Linked DNA regions of Mus musculus: regions 1, 3, 4, 5, 6 and 7 are each linked to region 2. The links are chromatin contacts, called in public Hi-C, HiCAR-type, HiChIP or PLAC-seq and promoter capture Hi-C maps. All regions are on one chromosome and are shown on one strand. Each heading gives the region's core, a stretch centred on a gene start, on an enhancer-like site or on the middle of the called end of the contact. The rest is flanking DNA. Distances are from core to core; before and after follow the strand shown. Region 1 overlaps Gm32461 (predicted gene, 32461). Region 2 holds the start of Adamts1 (a disintegrin-like and metallopeptidase (reprolysin type) with thrombospondin type 1 motif, 1). Region 3 holds the start of Atp5j (ATP synthase, H+ transporting, mitochondrial F0 complex, subunit F). Region 4 has its middle 110 kb from the start of Gm32461. Region 5 has its middle 180 kb from the start of Gm32461. Region 6 overlaps App (amyloid beta (A4) precursor protein). Region 7 has its middle 230 kb from the start of Gm32461.

What was found. Promoter capture Hi-C pulls out the DNA fragments that hold promoters and counts their contacts. Hi-C and Micro-C count contacts between places; a contact is called where the count stands out from the background. HiCAR-type assays count read pairs that join an accessible place to other places. HiChIP or PLAC-seq counts read pairs in DNA pulled down with a chosen protein or histone mark.
Region 1: a contact with region 2 is called in a Hi-C map of uterus, with 5 times the contacts expected there. The contact joins the enhancer-like site here to the promoter of Adamts1 in region 2. A contact is called at or near these places in 6 of 39 promoter capture datasets (3T3-L1-derived adipocytes, cranial neural crest, embryonic stem cells and 2 more), 6 of 484 Hi-C or Micro-C datasets (the AML12 cell line, liver and uterus), 11 of 115 datasets of contacts at active chromatin or transcription factors (bone marrow-derived macrophages, differentiating embryonic stem cells, embryonic forebrain and 8 more) and 2 of 9 other capture datasets (embryonic stem cells and liver).
Region 3: an H3K27ac HiChIP or PLAC-seq map of extraembryonic endoderm stem cells shows a contact between it and region 2, with 3 times the contacts expected there. The contact joins the promoter of Atp5j here to the promoter of Adamts1 in region 2. A contact is called at or near these places in 5 of 39 promoter capture datasets (the 3T3-L1 cell line, frontonasal cranial neural crest, hippocampal neurons and 1 more), 10 of 484 Hi-C or Micro-C datasets (LSK cells, cardiomyocytes, cerebellum and 6 more) and 5 of 115 datasets of contacts at active chromatin or transcription factors (bone marrow-derived macrophages, embryonic limb bud, extraembryonic endoderm stem cells and 2 more).
Region 4: a promoter capture Hi-C map of second pharyngeal arch cranial neural crest shows a contact between it and region 2, with 11 times the contacts expected there. The contact joins the enhancer-like site here to the promoter of Adamts1 in region 2. A contact is called at or near these places in 11 of 39 promoter capture datasets (the 3T3-L1 cell line, the C10 cell line, the SN4741 cell line and 5 more), 6 of 484 Hi-C or Micro-C datasets (the 3T3-L1 cell line, 3T3-L1-derived adipocytes, cerebellar granule neurons and 2 more), 12 of 115 datasets of contacts at active chromatin or transcription factors (astrocytes, craniofacial prominence, embryonic forebrain and 8 more) and 3 of 9 other capture datasets (adipose tissue, embryonic stem cells and liver).
Region 5: a promoter capture Hi-C map of liver shows a contact between it and region 2. The contact joins the enhancer-like site here to the promoter of Adamts1 in region 2. A contact is called at or near these places in 14 of 39 promoter capture datasets (the C10 cell line, the HPC-7 cell line, HPC-7-derived erythroid cells and 8 more), 1 of 15 datasets of contacts at CTCF or cohesin (the NIH/3T3 cell line), 6 of 484 Hi-C or Micro-C datasets (the 3T3-L1 cell line, bladder smooth muscle, embryonic cerebral cortex and 3 more), 16 of 115 datasets of contacts at active chromatin or transcription factors (craniofacial prominence, embryonic basal ganglia, embryonic fibroblasts and 11 more) and 3 of 9 other capture datasets (adipose tissue, embryonic stem cells and pancreatic islet).
Region 6: a Hi-C map of cerebral cortex shows a contact between it and region 2, with 2.6 times the contacts expected there. The contact joins the enhancer-like site here to the promoter of Adamts1 in region 2. A contact is called at or near these places in 3 of 39 promoter capture datasets (the 3T3-L1 cell line, embryonic stem cells and hippocampal neurons), 4 of 484 Hi-C or Micro-C datasets (cerebellum, cerebral cortex and cortical neurons) and 6 of 115 datasets of contacts at active chromatin or transcription factors (astrocytes, embryonic forebrain, embryonic limb bud and 2 more).
Region 7: a contact with region 2 is called in a HiCAR-type map of astrocytes, with 11 times the contacts expected there. The contact joins the enhancer-like site here to the promoter of Adamts1 in region 2. A contact is called at or near these places in 6 of 39 promoter capture datasets (the 3T3-L1 cell line, liver, maxillary cranial neural crest and 1 more), 6 of 115 datasets of contacts at active chromatin or transcription factors (astrocytes, embryonic limb bud, fibro-adipogenic progenitors and 3 more) and 3 of 9 other capture datasets (adipose tissue, embryonic stem cells and pancreatic islet).

Annotation. Positions count from the first base shown.
Region 1 is chr16:86,795,503-86,799,184 of GRCm38.p6, forward strand. It overlaps Gm32461 (predicted gene, 32461), which reads right to left. Exons shown (of 6, transcript NR_153789.1): 4 at 3,506-3,632. Among named protein-coding and RNA genes, the nearest start is that of Gm32461, 9.2 kb to the right of the region's middle. Within about 2 kb of position 1,824, at least 6 of the 459 cell types and tissues checked have an H3K27ac peak or open chromatin away from gene starts, as enhancers often do. A contact at or near this core is called in uterus, where this site is marked.
Region 2 is chr16:85,801,293-85,804,741 of GRCm38.p6, forward strand. It overlaps Adamts1 (a disintegrin-like and metallopeptidase (reprolysin type) with thrombospondin type 1 motif, 1), which reads right to left and starts at 1,821. Exons shown (of 9, transcript NM_009621.5): 1 at 686-1,821. The coding sequence starts at 1,418.
Region 3 is chr16:84,833,523-84,836,955 of GRCm38.p6, forward strand. It overlaps Atp5j (ATP synthase, H+ transporting, mitochondrial F0 complex, subunit F), which reads right to left and starts at 1,500. Exons shown (of 4, transcript NM_001302214.1): 1 at 1,287-1,500. It overlaps Gabpa (GA repeat binding protein, alpha), which reads left to right and starts at 1,602. Exons shown (of 10, transcript NM_008065.2): 1 at 1,602-2,021.
Region 4 is chr16:86,692,904-86,696,500 of GRCm38.p6, forward strand. No RefSeq gene overlaps it. Among named protein-coding and RNA genes, the nearest start is that of Gm32461, 110 kb to the right of the region's middle. Within about 2 kb of position 1,703, at least 33 of the 459 cell types and tissues checked have an H3K27ac peak or open chromatin away from gene starts, as enhancers often do. A contact at or near this core is called in adipose tissue, cerebellar granule neurons, craniofacial prominence and 4 more, where this site is marked.
Region 5 is chr16:86,620,859-86,624,283 of GRCm38.p6, forward strand. No RefSeq gene overlaps it. Among named protein-coding and RNA genes, the nearest start is that of Gm32461, 180 kb to the right of the region's middle. Within about 2 kb of position 2,128, at least 1 of the 459 cell types and tissues checked has an H3K27ac peak or open chromatin away from gene starts, as enhancers often do. A contact at or near this core is called in liver, where this site is marked.
Region 6 is chr16:84,953,825-84,957,409 of GRCm38.p6, forward strand. App (amyloid beta (A4) precursor protein) reads right to left here. Exons shown (of 18, transcript NM_001198823.1): 18 at 612-1,608. The coding sequence ends at 1,507. Among named protein-coding and RNA genes, the nearest start is that of Gm10791, 17 kb to the right of the region's middle. Within about 2 kb of position 1,832, at least 34 of the 459 cell types and tissues checked have an H3K27ac peak or open chromatin away from gene starts, as enhancers often do. A contact at or near this core is called in cerebral cortex and hippocampal neurons, where this site is marked.
Region 7 is chr16:86,576,542-86,580,025 of GRCm38.p6, forward strand. No RefSeq gene overlaps it. Among named protein-coding and RNA genes, the nearest start is that of Gm32461, 230 kb to the right of the region's middle. Within about 2 kb of position 1,985, at least 3 of the 459 cell types and tissues checked have an H3K27ac peak or open chromatin away from gene starts, as enhancers often do. A contact at or near this core is called in astrocytes, where this site is marked.

The sequences.
Region 1 (3,682 bases), core at 574-3,073, 990 kb after region 2:
ACTGTTGTGTCAATGTTTTCTAAGGTATCTTCTGCCCCTGATACTCTCTCTCTTCTATATCTTATACTCTGTTGGTGATGCTTGCATCTATGACTCCTGATCTCTTTCCTAGATTTTCTAACTCCAAGGTTGTCTCCCTTTGTGATTTCTTTGTTTCTCTTTCCATTTTTACATCTTGGATGGTTTTGTTCATTTCCTTCCCCTGTTTTCCTGTAATTCTTTAAAAGGGTTTTTTATGTTTCTTCTTTAAGAGCTTCTAGCTGTTTATCTGTGTTCTCTGTATTTATTTAAGGGAGTTATTTATGTCCTTCTTAAAGTCCTCCATCATCCTCATGAGATGTGACTTCAGATCAGAACCGAATCTTGCTGTTCTAGTGTGATAGTGGATCCAGGACTTGCTATGGTGGGAGAATTGGATTCTGATGATGCCAAGTAACCTTGGTTTCTGTTGCTTCTGTTATTATGCTTGCTTCCTGCCATCTGACTATCTCTAGTGCTCCCTGCCCTTGTTATATCTGACTGAAGCCTTTCCTTCCTGTAATTCTGGTTGAGTCAGAACTCCTCAGAGTCTAGCTGTGACTGTGATCCTGAGATTCTGGGTGTATCAGAGTTCCTGGGAGTCAAGCTGCCTCTGAGACCCTGAGATCCTGGTGTGACCAAGCTCCTGGGATCCTGGGATGCTGGTATCCTAAGGTCCTGGTCATGATAGGGCACCTGGTAATGGAGCCTCCTCTAGGGCTATGGGACTGGCCTCTACCAAGTTAGTGCCCAAGGTAGACTGGCACAACCAGAAGGAACTTGAGCCACTGGTCGGAAGTCGTTCCTGCATCCCTGGATCCTGCTGGTCCCAATTACTCAGATAACAGATAACTGGAACAGATGTTGTGTTCTACTCCCTTGATATTAACTTTTAAAGCAACATTATACTGAGTCTGTGTGATGGCTATTATTAAAAACTCCTGTGCAGGCTTACATTGAAAAATGGCAAGTGGAATAGAAATAAATACAAAAATGTACATTAAAAAATGAATTAAAAAACCATAATGCTGCAGTCAAAACTTGCTGAAAGAGATATAGAGATTAGTTCCATTAGGAGAGCCTTCCTCTGCTTCACTGTAATATAAAGAAAGGTACCCTCAGGCAAAGACTCACCCAGCTAAACTTCTATCTTATAAAAGAGCCAAAGATATTTTCTGCTCTTAAGAGAGTAACTATGTGATAAAGTGTGTAGAGCATAGCTTACAGAAAGCAGAATAATTAAACACAGAGACTTTTTCCTTCTAGGGAAGGAAATGAGACCTTTATACCCAGAAGGCTGGAGTGGATGTTGTCTAACAACCTGGTGATCTTTTGCTCTTTTATGGAGCCAGCCTTCACCTGAATCCCTCCCAAATCCTGAACATTGTTTAGGCCCTGATCCTGAGCTTTGTTGGGCAATGGAACCCATTATTATAAAAAGAGGTGCCATAAATTTGGCATTCTCGGTCAATAGAACCCATCTTTCTGCTTACTAGAAATTCTTTTTCATTAGGCCCTTCCCTGAACATTGTTCTCTCTGTTAATAAAAACTCAACTCTTATGGTAAATGTCACAATTGTTTTGCTAAAAAGGTGTAGATTGCAAAGGAGATTCACTGTAGTCATACATAAAGTTTGCTATGATAATTTTCAAGTGGAAACTTTTCTCTAAAGTTTTAAACTGTGTTCAAATGTTAAGAAAAATAAACCAGTTGGTCAGACTCCAGAAGTTTTTGACCTAGCGTGGGCTGAAGTCATACTGACCAGAGCTTCATTTCTTAACCTCACCAGGATCATTTTCTCTGCTGGCTGTGTCACTTGCAGGGAACGCTGCAAGAAAGCTGGTGCTAATGTGATTCAAGGGGGTTAGGGTGTACCCCTAGCTGACAGCCAAATTTGGCAGTCCTATTTAAATTATGATAGTTTAATAGACATGAAAGATCTGAGGAAACGGGTTTTTAAATCCTCCTCTGTTGCTTTAGAGAACCACAAACACCATTTATGAAGCTGTGAATGTGAAGCCTAGGGTGCAGTAAAGGTGCCAAGATATAGAAAATGGCAGAACCATGGGATAGAAGCCAAGGAGAACAGGGTACAGGGAATGGTACCAGCCCAAGAGACACATGTTACAGTGTTACAGACAACAAAGCTGTAAAGTAAAGGCCATCTATGCTCTTTGACAAGATTTGGTGTCTTCACTGCTGGGTTTTAAGCTTGATTTGGTTCCGTATTTTCTCATTATGCTCTGATGGTGAAATGAGCCAATTCAAGCCAGGTTAGAATATATTAAATGCAGTTGTTTGGAGGAGTGGCTCTCAGGTAGGTGAGTTCAATGGCCCCAAGGATAAGGCCAGGGATGTCACCATGGGTTGAGAGGAGAAAGAAAGTGTATGCACTCAGCACACTTAGGCAGAGGAGAGAGAGAAAGAGAGAGAGAGAGAGAGAGAGAGAGAAAGAAGAGAAACAGCAGGGTGTCAAAATGTCTGGATGATATAGGGCAGAGCCTCTGTGGGAAGGACACCCCTGCCTCTGGACTGGGAAGTTCAGGATTGGGGGCAGAGTATGCCAAGAAGGGACTGCAGGATGCTGGGAGAACATGGAGGTCAGGTCTGTTTTGGTATGTAAAGTATGCACCTCTGCCCCTTGTTCTGGATTCTGAAACCAAAAGCTGTATTCCTTCCTTTAGGAATAGTGGAGAGAGAGAGAGAGAGAGAGAGAGAGAGAGAGAGAGAGAGAATATATAATAGTATATACTACCATACACGCACACAATGTGCGTGTGTGTGTGTGTGTGTGTGTGTGTTTTGTGCCATTATATGTTGGAAGAATGTAATTTGCTTTTGCATTTTAAAGAATCTTTTAATTAAGAGAGTTCCTTGAGTCTCACAAGAGACGTTGGACTTCAGATTTTTAAATATGAAAGGCTATGAAGACTTTAGCATTTGGACTTTCTTAATCATCATATGGCCTGAAAACTATGAGGTCCGGGTTCATAAAATGTGGTTTGAATGAGAAAGGTCCCCATGGTCTCAGGAATTTGAACAGTTCATCCACAGCAGATGGCACTGTTTAGAGAGCTTTAGGTGATGTAGCACTGCTGTAGGAAGTATGTCCTTGGAGATCATCTTTAAGAACCATGCCTACCAACAATTTTCATGGTTTCTGCTCCATTAGAGACTCTAAGCCTCTGGAATCCTAATCAAAATAAACTCATCATCATGGTATTCTATCACAATAACAGTAAGTAACACTAAGATAACACCCAAGATGAGAAATGACGCAGCTTAATAAAAATCTAAATGAAAAGGAACTTTTACGAGAGATTCCAATGAAATCAGGAGGGTTGTTTGAGAATGTATGAAACAACCCCAGACCTTCAAATCCTGGAAAATCTAGAAAAAATAGGAAAAGTCTTAGAAACATATGACATACAAAAATTGAAACAGGAGGATATAAGTAAAAATGATCACCAATTCTTCAGCTCTTACCTCTAGGTACCTGCCTTGAGTTCCTTCCCTGCCTTTCCTGGATGATGGTTTACAAGCTGTAAGATGACACACACCCTTCTCTCCTAGTTGCTTTTGGGATGGTGTTTTATCACAGCAAAGGAAACTGCTGCAAATGAGACAGGTGGAGAGGAGGAAAGGCATCATCCTTCATGCATT
Region 2 (3,449 bases), core at 571-3,070:
GGATCAGTCCAGGCTAACATTCCTCAGCGCTGGGGAGTCCAACCTCTGCCGGGAGAGGGAGTGCGAGCAACGAGGCCGAGGTAGGAGGCGCGTGGAGGCGGGGCGAGCCAAGCAAAGACCTCCCAAGCAGGTTCTGCAGAGGGGCCCAACGGAGCCACCAGCCATCGGGGTCAGCTTTTCAAATGGGGGAAGGGGACAGACGGAAGGCCACAGAAATGAGATCACCACTGCCGTTGCCCAGGCTCCTGAACGCACATCCAGGTCACCATGGCTCCTCTACTCCGCCCTCCTTTGAGCGCTACGTGCTCACACGGACTGACGTTACAAAACTCAGCGCGAAACTACAACCTAGTTAAAGTGAACTCATACATTCACTAAAGGCATTAAAGGGATGGAGAGAGATTCTTCAGTGTAAGGAGTCGGGTTATTGGCTTCGCGGAGGAAACGCTTAGCCCTTATCTACAGGACCTCCGATTCTTTCTCTCTTTCTCAAATTATTAACTATTCGGGCAAATAAGTGTTCTAGCAGAGTATGGTCACACTTTTTTTGGGGGGGGGAGCGGGAAGGTCACGACCCAGAACTTCAATTCACTGCAAGTCTGAGTCATTCGCATTTAGAGGCGATCTGGAGTGTGACCCCAAGTCACGCCTCGTAAAGACTGAGAGATGGGGGTCACTCTTATACCTGATGGCTTTCCCGCGTCCTGAGGCGTGGGGTCCCGCACAGGCCACTGGTTCCGGGTGTTCTGGCTCTCGGGTCGCGAGTCGCTGGTTGGCAGGGTCTCGTCGTCCATGACGCCGCACTTGGCGCCGCCACTGCCCCGCCGCCTTCGCCTCAGGATGTGGAACTGCGGCCGTGCGGATGACTCCTCCTCGGGCACGGCAGGGGCCAGGCGCTCGGTGGCCACTCCAGGCGCTGGCTGAATGAAGAACTCCTCTCCTTGTAGGTAGAAGGCACCACGCACACCTTCACAGAGGCTGAGGGCTGCGGCAGAGCCGGGATCACCGTTCACCGTGCCAGAGTAGAAGCAGTGAGCCAGGTCCCCGGTGGGGTCCAGATGTTGTGCCTCGGACCCGGGACTGCGCCCCACAGTCTGCAGGGTGAAGCCAGGCGCCAAGAAACCGCTGTCCGGCTGCAACTTCAGATGTAGCTGCTGGCCAAAGGCGTCCAGACGAAGGCGTGTGGTGGTGGAATCGTGGCCCGGGGCGCGCTCCAGCGAGGGCAGGACCAGCTCCTCATCTTCCTCCGTGGGGCGCCCGTGTGCGCCCCGCGCACATAGCAGCATTGTTATGGAAGCGAGGAGCAGCAACAGCATGTGTGCGGACAGAGAGCCCCGAGATCTCGCTGCCCGCTGGACGTCCCCCATGTCGGAGCAGGGCTTCTGCTTGCGTGACCCCAAAGGGACTTTTGGCTGCATGGCACCGCACCCTGCACCGCAGAGAACTCTTGGTCTGGATAGACGTTTAGACGCGTAGAGCTTCGCTGGCCTGCTCCTGATGCTTAAAATTCACGATCACTTTGATGGGAAAGTTCGTGCAGAGCTAGCACCCGAAGCTCCGGGTCACTTAGAAAGATTCTGCACTGGCGCGCGGGAATTTTTTCATTCCAGCACCGAGTTGGTGGCTCCGCACTGCTGGCTGCTGCAGGACCTAGAAGCGCCCCCGGAGCTGGGGAACAAGTCCAGAATAGGAGCCTGGACTCTTCGTCCTCCGCCTTGGCCCCGATTTGACTCGATCTGAGCAAGGATCTGCTCTCTCCGCCGGGCTGTGCGCTCTGGCCTTGCGATAGCACCTAGCTCGGAGCTGCTTTCTAGCGAGTGCAAGGACCAGGCAGCCCCGGCCGCCCCTTTATAGCCACATAGGAGCCCCTCCTTCCCCCAACACTGCGACACCGCCCCCTGAGCTCAGTCGGTGCTAAACCGAGCTCTGCGCCTCGGGGCCTGAAGGGGGAGGGGGCAGCCTCCGCCCTGGCCTCACGCCACAGCTCGTCACTCTGGGGGTGTAAGACGCCGAAACAGCGCTGGGACCAGCACTTTGTACAGCGCTGGCTGCTCTGGGGAAAAGAGTGAACCTTTAACTTCATCTCTCGGCTGCTGATTCCCGGACCACCCTGCTTCCTGTCGCCCTTCCTGTGCCCCGGCTGGGCTGCAGTTTCCAAGAAAGAGGGTCGAATTGAAAAGATTCCTCAACATTCCTTTTCTCCCCTAGTCAGAGCCTCTTCTGCCCCAAAGTGGGCTATTAGCTACAGCTGCCTTTTCTTAAAAAGCACCCTACTTTTCCGTCTCGTCTACGTTTCCATGGGCACCATGGCTAAAGCGTCCTTCTCTTTACCCCAGCTTTTCTTGGGCAAAGTGTTGATTCTGCGCTTCTCAGGAAGAGAAAAGAAAGAGAGAGGAAGAGAGAGAGAGAGAGAGAGAGAGAGAGAGTGTGTGTGTGTGTGTGTGTGTGGTGGTGGTGGTGGTGGTTCATAGAGCACCTCTCCAACTCTGGATTCTAAAAATCCACGTGGAACGACCTTAACAGTTTCCTCAAGTCCTACCTAGAGACCTCTGGGGTGGGGGGTGGGGGTGGGGCGATGTGTGTGTGTGTGTGTGTGTGTGTGTGTGTGTGTGTATCTTGGCTTTTTCCAGAATAGTCTATCTGGAACCAGCTTTAGTTCCCTAGAGACAAAAAAAAAAAAAAAAAAAAAAAAAAAAGGGATTTCTGCTTTCTCTTCTTCATTGGAGAAGCAACTCCCTTCTAGTCTGCGTTCTTCCAAAATCTTAACAGCAGCTGCTGCAGGCCGCAGGCCAGGCGGACAGATGCATCTAAGATTCCCCACTTCAGTATCAAGTCCAAAGCGGCGGCGGGGGGGAACGGTGTGGGGGGAAGGAGGGTTGGGTGATGGGGTGGAAGGAAACCGAGTTCCCCTCCCCCCCCCTCCCCGCTTCCTACCGGGAAGGGAAAGGCAGCATCCGCGTTACGAAAGTCACAAAAGCTGAGCCCTTCCAACCCCGGCCCCTAAGAAAAAGTCGAGAGAGGCTCCTGAACTGAGAAAGAGGGAGGGGTTCTGTGACCCAGAGGAAGGAAATAGTTCACAATGCTCTCACTGGCGGAAAGGCATTAGGACAAGCTTGAGAACCACAGCCCAAGTCCTCAGGCAGACCCGCGCGCTCACACCAGCTAGCTCTTGCTCCCTGCCCTGCCCAGTTCTGGGCTCCCGACTTGCTGCCCCACCCCCAACTGCTGCTCCGGTTGGCTCTTGGTTAATCCTTTGCTCCTCCCCAGATCTTCCTAAATTTGTGGGCCTCAGACAGTCCCTTGCAATCTTCCAAAGGTTTCTGGCAGACACTTTCCCAGGGTTCTAGATAGTCTTCATGAAAACAAACAAAAACTTTGTTTCCCACACCAGGGAATATCGAATTAAAAGAAGAAGAAGGAGGAGGACGAGGAGGAGGAGGAGGAGGAGG
Region 3 (3,433 bases), core at 250-2,749, 970 kb before region 2:
ACATTTGAGGAAATCAATGCCATTCATACTCTACCAGAGAATTATACAGGCGAAAGAGCTACAGGCAAGTAGACAAGACTTTATAATAAGAACACCACACTTGATTCATCCTGGAAATCTAGGAACACACTTAAGACATAATTAGTAAGGTATCAAGAATTCTTTAGCCCTAAAAATACTGTAAAATACTTCCATATTGTCCACTTAGGAAATACTCTCTAAGTGTTAGGGGAAGGTGCTTCTTTCAGTCTTGCTTATAGGTGATTAAAAAAAATATGTCTAAAGAAGGTTGTTTACCTAACATTCCACAGTCAACCTGCTCCCAATCTAACTGCCAAGACGGTCATTTCTTCTACAAGACAGGGAAAATACATTTTCACTTTCAATAACGCACCATCCCAAACAATGATTTCCAATCCCCACGTCTAATTTAGCGTACTCTCTGAACCCCAAACATACATGTATACTCACCTCCTAAGTCCTACTCAATCGTTCTAACAGTGACCACATTCTCTCTTACCAAAACTACTTGTTGTTTCTCCTTCACTGCCTTTCACTTTTTCAGATTAAATAGAGAATGCGATCTGTTCATGATCACACGGAAGACAAATGGCATCCTAAGTGTAGAACACCATTTGGGACAAATTCCGTACTGAATTAATATCCTGCACTAGCTTGCTGCTTGTTAGAGGTCTGATAGTAACAATATTGGGGAAAGCATGGTGGGGGTGGGGGTGGGGTAATCAAAGTTCAAACCCAGAGGTGTAGCTTTGGGAAGGCGCACGGCTCTCCTATTTATAGCGGTTGACTGACCAGCCTAGCCGAAGGCTAGTCCCTTTGCTGCTCGTGAGTATCTAATCATAAAGTCAATCGACAAAGCATGACTTCTAGATTGGATATAAAACTTTTAGGATATCACCATCGCCCTTTCCTGTCTTAGGAGGCTCGATCGCCGCCTGCATTATTCACAAGCCTGTGGCGCGCCGTGACCTTGGGCTGCCCCAGGCGGGCTGCAGGCTCACCACCCCGTCTTTTCTGCTTTTCGAGTCGGCCCGCTCTGCTCCCAGGAGAGCATTCACGGTCTTATTTAGTGAGCGTAAGGCAAATCTGAATACCCAGCAGGGCCGAGGTCACCTGTGACCCCAGGCCAGGCCAGGACGGTGCCAAGGACACGGGGCTGCGCTCTACTCCCAGGGCAAAGGTGACGGGCAGCCCTCTCTCCTCGTGAAGAAACCCAGAAGCTCAGTCCCAGGAGGCCGAGCTAGCCCAGTTACCCTCCCAGTCACCTTGCACTGAGTCCCGAGCTGCCAGAGTCACCGCCGCCGCCACCGTTCTACTTCCGGCCCTGGCTCCGCCTACACACGCCTACCCGCCATCGCAAGGCACTATGGGCCGCGGCTTCAGTCGTTCGACGCTCACCGGACAGGAAGCGCCTCGAAGGGAGTCTGCGACCGGACGCCTCTAGGTGAGACAGAAGCCAAACAGGAGGAGGAAGTGGAGGGTAAGTGCTTCCGGGTCCCTCAGCTAAGACTCCGCCATCTTTCCTACACTTTAACTTCACCCCCTTTTCCCTCTTGGAGACACTGCACTGTACGCATGCGTATTCTGGCCTGTCCCCTAGTTCAAGCTCCCTTCGGAGTCAGCGTCCCGATCCTTGGGGTTGGGGAGGTGGATGTAGGGTGGGGGTACAAAGGAGCGCGTAAAAACCAAAACCAAAACAAAACAAAAAACCAAAGCGGCTGGGGGGCGTTTGTGCCTCGTGAGCCCCGTCGTCGCGGGCGTTTCGGGCCGCGCAGCCTGCTGGGAGTTGTAGTTCCAGGCCCGGGGGTGCCTGGGAGGCGGGAGAGGGGCTGGGGTTCCTTAGCGCCGATTCCACGGGAAGGGCCCCGGGACCTTACCCTGCTACTCGCGGGAGCGGCGCGGCTCGCCCGGAGAGGCGCTGTACCTGGAGCCCGCGCCGCCGCCGTTCCCAGCCGGCTGTGGAAGCGCGGGCTAGGGCCACGGGACGAATTCCGGAGCTGGTGAGTTGCGGACGCGGGCTGGCGGGGAGCGCGGGCCCGCGCGGGCGGCCTGGTTCCGGGGCTTGTCCCCCCCCGCGGCCGCCTCTGTGTTTTGTTTCCGCTGGGTCCCCGGCGCTGCGACTCCCATTTCCGTTCGTGGAGACTTGAGGGAGCCTGGTGGGGAGGGGCGGGAGAGGCTGTGCGGGAAGCCGAGGGGAGGGGCGCGGGGAGCGGCGTGGCCCGGGCCGCGTTGCGGGACGCGGCGGAGTCGCCCGTCGCACGGGCGCGGTCCAGGCTCGGCGCGCTGGCCGAGCGCACAGCCCCGGGCGCTCCCGGGTCTCTCGGGAAGATGCCAGACCTGTCTGTCACCCGAGTCAGCCATCCCCGCACTAGCAGTACCGATTGCCCTTCTGGAACTGTCCTAGAGTCGCATCGGTGCAATCGTTCTAATGCATAGGATGACTTTCTGCGTCTTTCCCGAAGATGTCAGTGAAAGTTACTGTACCTTGCCAACTTCCCCCACTCCTCCCCCCGACCTTTTTTGGGGGTTGGTGTAGTGCAGTGAACACAACGATGGAGTTTAGGGGATTCCACCCTTAGGGTCCACAGCATAGAGAATGGTGCCAGCGCATCGTTTCACGATGACAAACAGTCATTTGAAACTAAATCCTTAGGTAGGCCAGTGAGATGGTTCGACAGGTAAAGGCACTTGCTGCCGAGCCAGACTGTTCAGCCTCTGGAATCCAGATGGAAGGAGGAGAGAACTGTCTGCTCTCTGACCTCCACAAGTGCGCATGCGCACCTTATAAGTGGTGTCTGGGTACGTGTAAGTTTGTGTTGGGTGTCACTTTCTAGCCTGGCTGACCTTGAACTTGCTATGTAGATTAGACCGGCCTAGAGTTTAGAGGCCTATCTGCCTCTATTTTCTGAGCGCCGGCATTAAAGGTGTGCACTACCTTGCCTAGCAAAATAAGTGCATTTTTTAATTGGTTATTTTATTTATTTACATTTCAAATGTTGACCCCTTTCTTGGCCTCCCCACCTCAATTTTTTTAAAACAGGTAGATTGAGCTAATGACAGGACTGACTGCTGGCAAGAGGAAAACATTTATATAGATCCCCCTCACATTCTTAGGTACCCCATGCCACTAAACACTGGCCATTTTTTTAGCACTTCTTTTTTCTTTCTTTTGTATTTGTATTACTACCTGGATGCCAACTGGATTTACGTCCATTTTATCTTTGCTACAAGTACAGACGCGTAACTTGGGGATACATAGTCGTGACTGAGTCAGTTCAGTAAGTACTGAGTGCGGTAGTAAGGTTGAGGAGCCCAGGGGGGCCAAGTACTGGATTCATCTGAGTCTCTGGCAACTGTACAACAAACCTACAGGACCGAAAAGAGGAATGGTAGTTTTGAGAACTCTCATGCT
Region 4 (3,597 bases), core at 453-2,952, 890 kb after region 2:
GGTTAGTTCATAATGTTGTTCTACCTATAGGGTTGCAGATCCCTTTAGCTCCTTGGGTACTTTCTCTAGCTCCTCCATTGGGGGCCCTGTGATCCATCCAATAGCTGACTGTGAGCATCCACTTATGTGTTGTATTTTTAATTACCACGGTTTTGAGTGTAAGTCAAACATTCCATACCTAGCATCATTTTGTCTTTCTCTTCACCATGTAAGTGAACCAGAGGTTTACTTATCTCCAGACTGACATAGTCATGCATATTTTCTCTTATATTTCATCTGGGAAGGCTGGACTTCCATACAGGATGGTAGTCATCAGAATTTCTTGTTATAACTGGCTTCATAGAAGTATACAACAGAGGTGACAGGAAGACGAGAGTTATACAACATCACTGATGACACTTGGTATTAGTCAGACTCAATAAAGGGGTTGCCTTCTCTAAATGAATGAAGATAAATGATTTATAAGGAGTTCTAATGTTGTATTAGTCAGGGATTTCTAGAGTTACAGAACTTATGGAATATCTCGTTATATTAAAGGAAATTATTGGAATGACTTACAGTCTGGAGTCTTAACTAACCCATTAGTGGGCACTTTGAATGGAAATCCAAGAATCTAGTAATTGCTCACTCCCACAAGGCTAGGTGTTTCAGCTGGTCTTCTGTACGAACAGGAATCCTGAAGAAGTAGGTTCCAACAGATGTGCTGGGAAGTAAACACAAACAGGCAGTGGAAAAGGAAGCCTTCATTATGTAGGCCTCTACCAGAGCATATGGCCCAGATTAAAGGTGTGTACCACCATGTCTGAACTTAAGCTATTCTTTACTTGGAATTTGCTCTGTCTCGTGCTCTTCTTGAACTCAGAGATCTGCTCGCCTCTGTCTCCTGTCATTAAATGTGTATACCCACCTTGCCAGGGCCTAAGGTTTTCGTAGTTACTATGTCAAGATCCAGATCACAAGCCTCAAGATCTGCAATACAGGTGTGCCCTACATTTCTGGATTGTAGTTCATTCTAGATGGGGTCAAGTTAACAACTAGGAATAGTGATCATAGAGGTATAAGTCAGATTTTAACTATGGTATACATGGGAAGAAAGTACATACAATCATAAATAAGATAACAAAGAACAAACTTCAAAGGAACATTACAAAATATAATTTACCTATCAAAAAGATCTTTAAAATGTCACCAATGAGAAAGTTTATGAGACCAGGAAAAAAAAAGGAACATTTTTAAATACATCGTCCATCTTCTTCATTCATTTTATTATTTCCGCATTTATTCATTCATGACACAAATATGTGGTAATGTCCTCTCTTAAGCCTCTAGGCTTTTATTAAACAAAGTAACTGTAACCACGAAGAGGCAAATATTTCATTCTTTGCTTCATGATGTTTACAATTTAATAGCACAAATTATACCCTTAAAAAAAAAAACCAATTGACTATAACCCTGGTAATAAAGACACCAACAATGTTTACATAATTCGTAAGTGAAAAAAAAAAACTATATGTAACAAAGATTAATGTAACATAAAATAATTAAATAAAGTGCATAGATGCATTCAGTTATTTAATCAAATAAGCTTAATTTAGGGCTTTGTTGTATCCCTAGGTTCATTCTAAATCATTAGGCCAATGCATAAACCATGTTCTAACAAAAACAGATGGTCCCCAGCACACAGGGCCACTCCATCTGCTCTGTAGTTCCACATGGGAATGGCTTCCTTTTGCTTACCAGCCCATCCCTGGTTCCAAGAAAACATGAGCCTCTTAAGGTCGAAAATCTAGTGGCTTGCAAGTCAGCTGGCAGTGTTTCTGCATTTTTAAGCAAGCTTGGATATCGTGGGGAGCTTAGTGTTCACTCTGAAACTGACCCTTCTGAGCCAAGTTCAGAGCAGTGCGAGTTATCAAAGCTGACAGGCTTTTGGCAAGTTGTTGAAGACTTTCAGGCCAGGATCCTTTCCAAACTCAGATGGGAACAATTAGGATAAATAATAGTTCTTGAAATGGCTAGTTCTTACTATGCCTTTTAAATGTATTTAGTGTGCAATAATGGAATTTATAGCTTATCTATAGCACACTATCTATTCAAAAGAAAACAGGATCTAATTGAAAGGTGAGACAGCCTTGAGAATTGCTAACCAAGAGTTGGGACAAAAATAACAAAGAGGTATTTTAAAAACCCTTACTTTTAAGATTTTATAAGACATAACTAAGTAATATACTATATATATACACATATATATCCTTTATATAAGTAATATACTATATATATATATATATATATATATGTATCCCCTAAACTTGTACCCCAACACCAAAAGCAATATTTAGGAAACCTTGTTCAAACATACTACATAGACAAAACACATACAGACACACAATTAAGGGATTATGACTACCCCTGCCCCAATAATCAAAGCTTTTGTTAGTATGCAATACAGACTTCTAAAGCTAGGAAAATATTGAGGATACACACATGATATTGGTATGCAACAAATTCAAGACACAGAATGGATGCAAACAAGAGAGCAACAGGAGATGCAAACCTTCTATATCAAGAATAACTCACTTGGTGTTGCTAATCTCTTGACTTCCTGCAGACTTGCTTTTGCTTTTCTTGGTTGTTTTACTTTATCTGTCCTAAGGGCAGAGAAATACAACGATCTCATGGTTGACATTCCAAACTTGGCCTATTAAAAAAATAAGGCTTTGACCCAATTAGTTGCAAGTAGAGTCATTAAACTATCGTAACACCTCTTCAGTGATTTTGTCAGCTTGGTGTTCTCGAACTTTTAACAAGAAAGATTATTGTTTATAATTATGCCTGAATTTTTAAGCTGGGTTAAAATGTTATTTATTTAAAGTTATAAGTACAGCTATATTTTCTACATATTAATAATTAGTTTTTGTGTGGTTTTTGCAGATATATTTTATCCATCATATGAATATCTTTATTGGTATAAAATGATAGTAAAAAATGTTTGAAGAGTATAGGGAAGTGATTTGTATTTCATATATACAAAGAGCTTCTTGATGACATGTAAGTGATCTGGTTGTGATATCAGTCACCCTATTGATTGTCACGGTTAAGTCTGTTGATATGTTTAGATAAGTGGTAGACCCTTCTCTTATTGCTCCATGCCTACCCTCTCAATGCACAAGCTTTGTTGAAGAATATCTTCTTATCTGAGCAGAGGACAATTCGATTCTTTAGAGTGAGAGTAGCTTTAAAATAATTCAATGTACAAAGCGATTAGGCATGTATAGAATGCATTTCATTATTTTTCAATACAAAGAATCTAAATATGGTGATTCTTTAGTCCATAAATCTTTTAAGACAAAAAATCACACTAAATGCTTTAATTACTTTGCAGAACAATTTTCCCCACAGATTTATAAGCAAATTAAGGCTAACAAAACAGATAAATGTCAACGTTTAGATTTCAAATATGTTAACACTGTTTGAAATATAGAAAATACAAAAGCAGCAAAGCTAGGTTGTCATGTGAAGTTAAGAAACTTAATGAGGAGGTGAGAAACTTAATGAGGGAAAATAACAAGCAACCATACAAAATAGCTAATTTACACAGTG
Region 5 (3,425 bases), core at 878-3,377, 820 kb after region 2:
CCTACAGAGTGATTGCTTGCGATTCTTTCTTAACGGATATCTAATTATGATATTAGCTACTATCCTATTTTTGCTAAATTCATGATGAGATTCTTTTCCAAATCTTGTCCTTTCCTAATGCTATTTATAGGAACCTTGAATATTACATTAGAAGAGATTCAACATAACTTATCTCAAAACATAATGGAGGAATCCTGAAATAGTTACAGTTGCTCTGATTTTGCAACGCATGAGGAAACTTTCAGGTAAATCAGGGATTGTTTTGTTTTTCTATTTCACGCAGCTTTGAAGTCTCTCCAAATTAGACATCACATCGGTTACCTCCTTACTAAAGAAAACTGCTCTCAATGTGACCGACTGAAACTTGTAATTCAGCTTCCTAGTCACCGTTTATTAATTATGGGGCTATTATAAACTCTACTTAAACATGGCTGGGAATAACAATGATGGTTGTAATTTGGTTTTTTTTAATGTTTTATGTTATTTTTGTGTGCTTTATGTATTTCTACAAGTTTAATGATAAAAACAGATTACCAGATTGGGAATTTATGTCATACTTCTTAAGAAATTTAGTAATCAAACTTTGTATTCTAGTAATGGAATAATCACTGAGTTGGGTTATAGAATATCTTACAACATCTATTTCTTAAAGTACAATGACTAAGGAAGTACTATGAAAAGGTAGATTTTAAAAATGACTGATTAGTAATGGTATACCCTTTGTGGGTAAAATTAAGAATCTTATAAATAATAATAATGCTAATGATGATGATACTGATAATGATAGCTTGAAGAATAGGTTTCTTTTTGAGTTTGTTCTATTGCTGTAGGTCATAATACTAATTTCTGCATCCCAAGGTCTAGCTGCTTTAAGATGAGTGAATTCTCTTGTATGTCAGCTTTTGTTGTGCAAATTCTGTTACTTAATTTAAATCTGTTGTTTGAATAAAGGTTCATTTAGCCTGTCTATGGACAGAAAATGGGTAGCCAGGCAGCCAGGGCTTCAGTTTTCAAGCTTGAAATCTGAGCCTAAGATCAAGAGGAGAGAGAGAGGTGGAGGAAAGAAGACGGCACCATGGGGTGGATGGACTGTGAGCACATGGCCATGAGGGGCAGGCTATTGGAGCAGGAGAGTTCCAGATGAAACACGGCAAGTGATACCTTGGGATTATTGACAGAGAAGTAGACAAAATAGTATAGAGGGCTGGTATCTGCCAAGCTCTAGTGCTTTAAGGCTTATTATATATTAAAGGTTATGTGTCTTTTATTTGTGAGTCAAATGATCAAAAATGAGGTAGAAATCTTCTAAAAATATTTAGTGCAACACTCTTCTTATGTTCCATCTGCCATCTGAGGCCAGACTGCACCTCACACTTCTAAAAGATATAGCAACAAAACTCCAACTTTGGAATGGAAATATTTGCACAAGAAATCAATCTCTCTGTCCCCTGACCTGGAAATGCCCAATGCACACAAGTATATAATGACAAAGAAATTTTTTTGCTCATATATTATCCAGTACCAGACTTTACTATATATCAGAATTCACTATGAGATTTGAAAAAAAAAAGGAAAGTATACATTGTTTATTATCTTAATAAAACAAGTCATTCTTATTCTCATAAGAACCATAGGAAATAATATATGGATATCGTAAGATGAAGTTTAGATAAACTGTTTGATAATGTTCACACTCTTGGGGAAAAAACACTACAGTGGAACAGGTAGATGAACAGACATCATAGAATATAAGCCAGTCATTAACAGTTGTATCCAGGTTTACCCTATGAACTACAATAACAACTGTCAGAGCAAAGATGGTCTGTGGGAGCAATAGTGGCACACAAGTGTTATGGATGCAAAACCACTTTCTGGTTAAGTTTAAGGCCTGTCATATAAAAAGAACAGCATTCTGGGCACTATAAATATAACCAGTAACTCATGATTTAGAGGGTCATAAACCCCTGATGTGAATATGTTATTTCTTTCAGGACCCTTCACTGTTGCCATTAAACTTTGTGAATTTGCCAGGCACTTTTACTCTTTCAAAGTTTTAATGACCTCCAGCTTACCCCTGCCTCTTCAAATAAAATTCATTGATATTTAACTAAACCTCTACACCAAGATGACCTTTGGAATTTATACAAATTTCACAGAATAACATAGTTCTACTAACTTTTAGGAAGTGAGCAGTTTATCCTGGGTTGACATTAACTTATATGAAGTCCATTAAGCCAAAATGAATTTTAGGATTCTAAATGACAGGGTTTCAACATGACTAACAAATGACTTCATATCTTTGAGTTAAAAAAAAAACACCTATTGAATTAATGTTTAGCATGTAGGTAGTATTCTTACTACACATAAATTGTATTAGGATCTTTGCTTCAATATCTTTCTAAACAATGAACCTTAGTCTGATTATGCCATACTTGTTTTGATGAGACCAGAATTGTCCTAAAACATAAAGATGCTAAACAAACTTTACTAATGTTGTATACTTTATGCAATAAATGAAAGTTATAAACAGCTATTTTTCAATAAAATTAAGTTCTAATATTCTGACAGAAACAGACAATGCAGCAAAAAAAATGTTGAATTTTACAGAGTACAAATCTAAGCCTTGGTAGTTGAGGTTATTTTTAATATAATATTTTTAGATTGAGGGCTTGGTTAACTTACAAGCAACAGTCTACTCTGTGTTGTGGTAACTGGCATATAGACACAATTAACTCTGTATTATACATAATGGTCACCAAATATTCAATTATACTATACCTAAAGGAATAAGAAGTTACTTTGACTTCAGTGTTTGAAGGGACGCAGTGCATCAGAGTTGAGGAGGCATGGCTGCAGGTGACTCCATCATGGCAGGACTATGAAGCTGTTGCTCCTCATTTTCTTTTTTTTTAAATTTGTTTTTATTATGTATTTTCCTCATTTACGTTTCCAATGCTATCCCAAAAGTTCCCCCATACCCCCCCACACACTCCCCTACCTACCCACTCCCACTTTTTGGCCCTGGCGTTCCCCTGTACTGGGGCATATAAAGTCTGCAAGTCCAATGGGCCTCTCTTTCCAGTGATGGCCGACTAGACTTCCTTTTGTCTCAGCTCCAAACTTTGTCTCTATAACTCCTCCATGGATGTTTTGTTCCCAATTCTAAGAAGGGGCAAAGTGTCCACACTTTGGTCTTCGTTCTTCTTGAAATTCACGTGTTTTCAAATTGTAACTTATATCTTGGGTATTCTAAGATATCTTTTGATACGTATGCAGCTAAAGACAAGAGCTCCCGGGTACTGGTTAGTTCATAATGTTGTTCCACCTATAGGGTTGCAGATCCCTTTAGCTCCTTGGCTACTTTCTCTAGCTCCTCCATTGGGAGCCCTGTGATCCATCCAATAGCTGACTGTGAGCATCCACTT
Region 6 (3,585 bases), core at 582-3,081, 850 kb before region 2:
AAAGCAAACTGAGCAAGCCAGGGGAAGCAAGCCAGTAAGCAGCATCCTCCATGGCCTCTGCATCAGCTCCTGCCTCCAAGTTCCTGCCCTGTGTGAGTTCCTGTCCTGACTTCCTTTGGTGATAAACAAAAGAGCAATGTGGAAGTGTAAGCTGAATAAACCCTTTCCTCCCCAACTTGCTTCTTGGCCATGATGTTTTGTGCAGGAATACAAACCCTGACTAAGACAGAAAGGAAGAACCAAGCCAGGGAAGCACAGCCTTTTAAAAACAACAAACTCCACCAGTTAGTTTACCAGCACTAAGAGCTGTGTGCGCCCACAATTTCCTCATCAGACTCACAGGTTAGGTGTGAGTGACCAGATGAGGTGTTCTCACGGGTCTAGATGACTAAGCAATAAACTCTCACCATACAATCATACCAGTCTAAGGTATTCCTATGAAAACACAATTTTATACAAACCCTCAGGGGTGTCTCAGGGTGCCCTCTCTTCCCTCTTACTCTCTTCCTGGCTTTTCATTCTCTGTCAGTATTATTAAACGAAGCGCCTTGGGTTGATAAATGCAGGGATCTTGCCTTTTCCCTCCCACACAATCACCCTTCAAAGAAACGTCTTGCCTGGAGTTATTTTATTTAATTTATTTATGTAATACAGTGTAGAAAGCTATCATGGCATAAGCAATGATTCTGTACAATCATCCTGCAGAAAATTAATTTTTGGAGAATTCTTGGTAATTGGAGACCAGCAGAACACTCCCTCCCCCCACCCGTAAAAGTGCTTATGATGAACAGGGATAATTTTTTTTTAATTTTTTTTTATCAAAGATCCAAAGATACATGGACAAAAAAAATGTTCAAATTCTCAATGCCTAATGTGTGCACATAAAACAGGCACAAAGAAATCAATGTGTATCCTCTTATTCCTATATCACAAAGAGAGCAGAAGCAGCAATCTGTACAGTAAGATGCAGTCATGGAAAAAGAATTTTCTAAGTCATTTGGAATACTTAAAAAAATGTTCAAAATGCATAGTGATCAGGAAAAGAATACGTAGGAGAAGCAGCTAGACGCCCACGTTCACAAGAAGCATCCCCCATCGATTTTTAAAGCATATTTCAAGTAGGAGTTTTTTCCGGGCCACAAACCACAAGAATAATATACAACGGGCTAAGGGGCTATGTATGTGATAAATAATTAGGAGAGAATCTATTCATGCACTAGTTTGATACAGCTAATTTTTTTTTTTACAGTACACAAAACCCATGAATCATGTAATGTAGAGACCAGAATGTAAAGAGAGAAAGCGAGAATACATTACTGATTTGTATATTAATTCAAGTTCAGGCATCTACTTGTGTTACAGCACAGCTGTCAAAAGCCGAGGGTGAGTAAATAAACGGAAGGGTTTGTTTCTTTCCACGTTATTTTATAAATGAACACCGATGGGTAGTGAAGCAATGGTTTCGCTGTCCAAGTTCAGAGGCCGCTGCTGTGGCGCGGGTGGGGCTTAGTTCTGCATTTGCTCAAAGAACTTGTAAGTTGGATTCTCATATCCGTTCTGCTGCATCTTGGAGAGATGGCGCTCCTCTGGGGTCACGGCGGCGTCGACCTAGAAAGCAGGTACAGAGATCCGGGTTTAAAATAGACCGAGGACTTTAAAGGAGCACAGTACTCGTAGGCAGTAACAGGACACGGTGTGCAGTTCTTTTCTTTGCCCCCAAAGTACTTAACAACCGTGATTTATCAGCTTTAGCCCCAACTTCTGACACCACGTGGCAGAGCCAATGGCTTACGCCGATGCTGCATCTGGCCACTAGGTGGTGCTGAAATTCTTGAGGCGAGTACTCGGGTCTGCACAGGGCACATTGGCTGAAACAGCCAGCACTGGAGTTTGTGGGATGGTGAAGGAGAAAGAACATCTCACAAAGCCGCACTGTGAATGACTGTGAGTGACGCTTAGATCTGTGCAGAATATAACACTCCGCTTTGTGGGGCCCCAGGTATCTGCTGCCATTTCGAAGTACATTTATCTCTGTAGAAATGTTAATGAGAGTTTTGAGAGCCTATTAAATAAAAGATACACACACACACACACATGTATGTATATGTCTTTTATTATATATATACATATATATATATATATATATGTATATATATACACACATACACATATAAAAGGGGTATAAATAAAGGTAACATATATGGATGTATGTGTGTGTCTGTGTGTGTGTGAGTGTATGTATATAAAAGGTGTATTACCAGGGGTAGGGTATAGGGGACTTTTGGGATAGCATTTGAAGTGTAAATGAAAAAATTATCTAATAAAAATTTGAAAAAAGGGGGGTATTACTTGACACAAAAAGGGAAACTGTATAGACACACTATCCTAATTATACATACATACATACATACATACATACATACATACATACATATCTGTCTGTCTGTCGATCCATCCTTCCATCCACTCATCCATCCATCCACCCACCTACCCATTCATCCTACACATACAGGATTTGTAGTCCTGGGGGTTGCATTCAGGCCTCATTTCCGCCAGGCCAGAGCTCTACAGCAGGCTTCAGCTGTAAGATCAGGTCGGCACGGTAAACATAATCTGCCTCAGCCATTGTCACGGAGAGCCGGGCAGGTGTTAGTCTCTGCAGACTGTGCGGGGCACACATCTCTCTACAGTAGCTAATGGCTTTTCTTGTTTCTATATTTGTCCTACCTCTCCCAGTGAGGAGAAGAGGAGGTGCTTGCTTGAGTCTGCTGGATTAATATGAGCTCCAAGCCTCTGTAAAGCCGCGTTGGAAGACGAGAGGACTCTGTCCGTATGCACATAGCATAAACCATGTTTCCCACAGAAAAGTTAAGGTGTGTTCTATGGGATTCATTTCACAGGGATATTTCTTATTCTGTCCTGGACTGAATGGAGCTTGCAGCCTCATTTTTCAGAGGTCTCTAGTTCCCATTGCTGAGCACTGTCAAATGATGTCTGGCAATTCCCCAGCTTTCTCTTTGTCTCTGTCCCCTGCCCCCACCCCGCCTACTGCCAGTGTGGCACAGTTCAGACCCTGCACAACTGTCTTACTGTTATGGTGGCTCCTAAAACAACAAGGGGGGGGCAGATATGCATGGTGCCAGTGCTGCCCTACCTACCAGGTGATGGACAGACATGTGGTATGATACACATAGATCATATGATACACACAGATCACGCCTAGTCCCACCTAAGGAGTAATTCAGGTGGAGAGCCTTGTAGAGATGAATTCCTTCATGGCCATTGGGTGTGACCCCACTTCAGAGAACTAGTTAGTCCTTTTTAGGCTGGGCACGAGACAGACTTCAGGACAGACTTCAGGACACAGTCAAAGGCAGTGGGAATAGGAGCTGCCCTGCCCTTAGGTCCTGGGACATTTCCTTCTGCTCATCCGCCCTGACTCCTCCCATCTGCACGAGGTGGGATCCAGATGGGAGCTGCTCGCATCTTCCCTCCTGTGAGAGTTGCCTGCAGTCCAGTCTCCAGGTCACTCCAGTAAGGGCCTGGGTGTTTTCCTCTTATACCAAGGCCTACCCAGGAGCTAGC
Region 7 (3,484 bases), core at 735-3,234, 780 kb after region 2:
AAATGAGAGACTGTGAATGGTGATGGCTAGATTGGAATGAATAAACTACCCAATATAATGTGCGTACCTTCTCCTTCCTCACTCATCTTTCTACTTCCAGTAGACAATGGAGATACATATATGTTTTGAAATATGAGATTTCCAAGGAAAACTATGTGGATGCATCATCTCCTCTCTATGCCTCTAATGTGTTGTTCCATACTGTAAACAGAAAGAACACATTGCAGACATTCCTAAAATACAGAAAAGAACAGGATGATAAAGCTAACCCAGGGGCATTCAAGAACTTTTGTATTCTGATTTCTTTTAGAGGTAAATGAATTCTTCTGAAATTTAACATTAGTATCTATGAGTTTTTGTCTACTTAGCTGAGTTTAAAAGCTGAGCACATATAAGCTGAGTACAAATAAGACTTCCTGTGGTCGGGACATTTCTCATGCCTATAGGCAGTACTTGCTACTTCTTCAGACTTTCTACTTTGTTTTCCACAAGGACCCTGAAAACACATTAGACAAGGAGTCATATCTCCTAAACAGGGCTATCCTTTGTGAAAACTATGAGTCTCACCTTCACATAGTAACTAGCATCAACATACAATGAGTTGTCTTGTATCAGACAGCTAATCTAATCTCAGCGGGGAAAAAAAAAAAAAAAAACCTAAACAGCTTCCATGCATGGATATTTGTCTAAGATATTCAAGGGCCTTCTAGGAAGTGTCCAAGAGATTTCCTATGTTAGTAAAGGGCAGTTTTCAAAGCTGAGTGTAATTTAAACAATCACCTGAGGATACAGAGTAGAAGTAAGAGGTGGAATCAGGCACAAGGGCAATATGAAGAGAAAAAGCATAGAAACAGCAAGCCATGCCACAGCATAGACTAGTTGTTAGTGCCAAACACTAAATCTCTCTGACAGAAAGCAAAGGAATAGCAGTTGAAACAGATTGCTTTAGAATTACACAAAGGAGTGTCTTTTCTAGAGTGACAGTATTGAGTTAGGATTTGGGGTTGGTAGATTAGAAATAGGAAATTCACCATAATCCTGTAGACATGAACGTACACTGAATGGAAGTTTAATTTTAAAGTAAGGTAGGATTTCAGATATTCAGAGCAGAACACTAAGTGTACCACTGTCTAACCAATATAAATAAGCTACTATTTGGGAGATGTTTTGGAGTTCACTCAAAAACTGTGAGTATACATTTATCTATACCAATCTTCCTGAACATGTTACTATCTGATGGATTAGCAAAATCATGATTAAACGTAACAAAAACATCAACTCTCCATGCTTAGGAAGTGAAATAAATGAATAAATAAAGCACTAATTGTCAAAAATAATTCACCAGGATTGCATAATGGGAAACTCACAGAATAGCTCAGACTTGTTTCTTCCAGAATGTTATTGAGAAAAATCAGTTATCAAGTTATAAACAATCTGAATGTTTGATACACACATATGCAGAGTGATTGACAGGGAAGAGTAAAATTCCAAGGAGTAAAATTCTACACAAAGCTAAAACAGGATCCTTATTTTGTTTGAAGTTAGCCGGATATTGGAAATAGCACTTTGAAAAATAATGAAGAACTTCGATTATTAAGTGCATGAAGAAGTCACATGGTCATATTAAAAATAAATCATCATACAAGTGAAAAGATACAGAAAGAAAAAAATCTCCAATTTTTTAAGCTTTAATGTGTTTTTTAACATACAGAGCAACTAATTTATTTTGATGTAATCGGTGGAGAAAGTCATGCCATCAACCATCAGTGAGGCTATTAACGAGAGTCATGTGCTGGGTAAAGCTTTTGGACAGAGTTTAAAGGATCGGAATGTTCGAGGATATTAAAAAAAAAAATGGCAAAGTCCCAGTTGCTTTTGTGAGGGATTTTAAATTAAAGCAGCAAAGGCTTTCAGGCATCCTACAATGGGTAGAACGAACTCAAAGCTAATTAACTTGAACTTCTATTTAGTGGTACAGCTTTGCAGTAATCTTTCCTGGAGTTCATGAAGAGAGGATTACTCGGCCTTGAGATAGATTTGGAGAAGGGAGAACATGGAAGCTAAGGCAACCAACCAAAACAAGTAGCTTGTCCAGGCATGTCTGAGCCTAGTGCCTACTTCTAGACCAGAGTTTTATCTAGGTATAAAATTCAACCTTCTATAAACATAGCTGCCTTGAAGGCAATCATAGGAGTGCATACACATGGATGTTTGTCATGAGAAGATGGAATAATATTTTTTAGCCAGGATAAAGTGTAAAACCATTTACAACTTTTAATCTATTTAGACCCAGGACTTTGGCTGTATTTCTCTGTCGGGGGCTTGCACTGTATGCATGAGGCATTGTCTATACTCTCATTGTTGAAAAAAAGAGAAAACAAAGAGAAATAAATGCAAGAAATACTTGCTATGCAGTATTAATTGTCATTTCAGTTACAGTAGTAAAAAAAATCCAACATCTTTCATTATTTTATTTATTTACTTTGCATCCCAATTGCAGCCCCCCTTTCTCTGCCCTCCCCCCAGAGAATACCTCTACCTACCCACCCCCATCCCCCTCTCCTCTGAGAAAGAGGATCTTCTTCTGGTTATCAACTCCCACCCAAAAATGTCAGTCATTGCAGAAATAGGTGCATCCTCTCCCTCTGAGACCCCACAAGGCTGCCAAGGTAGAGGATTGGGATCTAGAAGCAGGTCACATATATAGGGACAACTCCACCTCCAGTTCCTAGGGCACCCACATAAGATAGAACTGCACATCTGCTACATATCTGGGTATAGGGTAGGATGGAATTGGTAGGTCCAGCGCCTGTATGCTCTTTGATTGGTGGTTGAGTCTCTGTGAGCACACAAGTGTCTGCATTAGTTGACTCTGTTGGTTCTTCTGTGGAGTTCCTACCCACTTCCGATCCCTCATAACTCCTCTCAACACTGCCACAAGATTTGCCAAGCTCTGTCCAATGTTAGGCTGTGTGTCTCTGCATCTGTTTCAGTCAGCTGTTGGGTAGAGCCTCTCATAGGACAGTTATGCTAGGATTCTGTCTACAAGCATAACAGAATTAATGATGTCAGGGTTTGGACTTTGCCAATGCATGGGTCTCAAGTTGGGCCAGGCATTGGTTGGTCATCCCTCAGACTCTGATCTGTCTTTGTCCCTGCATTTCTTGTAGGCAAGAACGATTTTGGGTCTAATGTTTTGTGGATGGGTTGCTGTCCTTATCTCTCCACTGGGGATCCTGACTTGCTACAGGATGTGGCCACTCCCATACCCTACAATGCTAGGAGTCTCACCTAGAGTCATCCCCATAGACTGCTGGTAACTTCCCCCATATTTTAACAACTTAATTTAAGTCATATGCTAGTACATATTAGCCATACAAAATTTTAGCAATCCTCCATTGCTTTTGTTTGGTCACCATGATTAGATGGTAACATCCTGTTGTTGAAGCCACAGCACACTGTAGTCACAGGATGTTACCTGTAA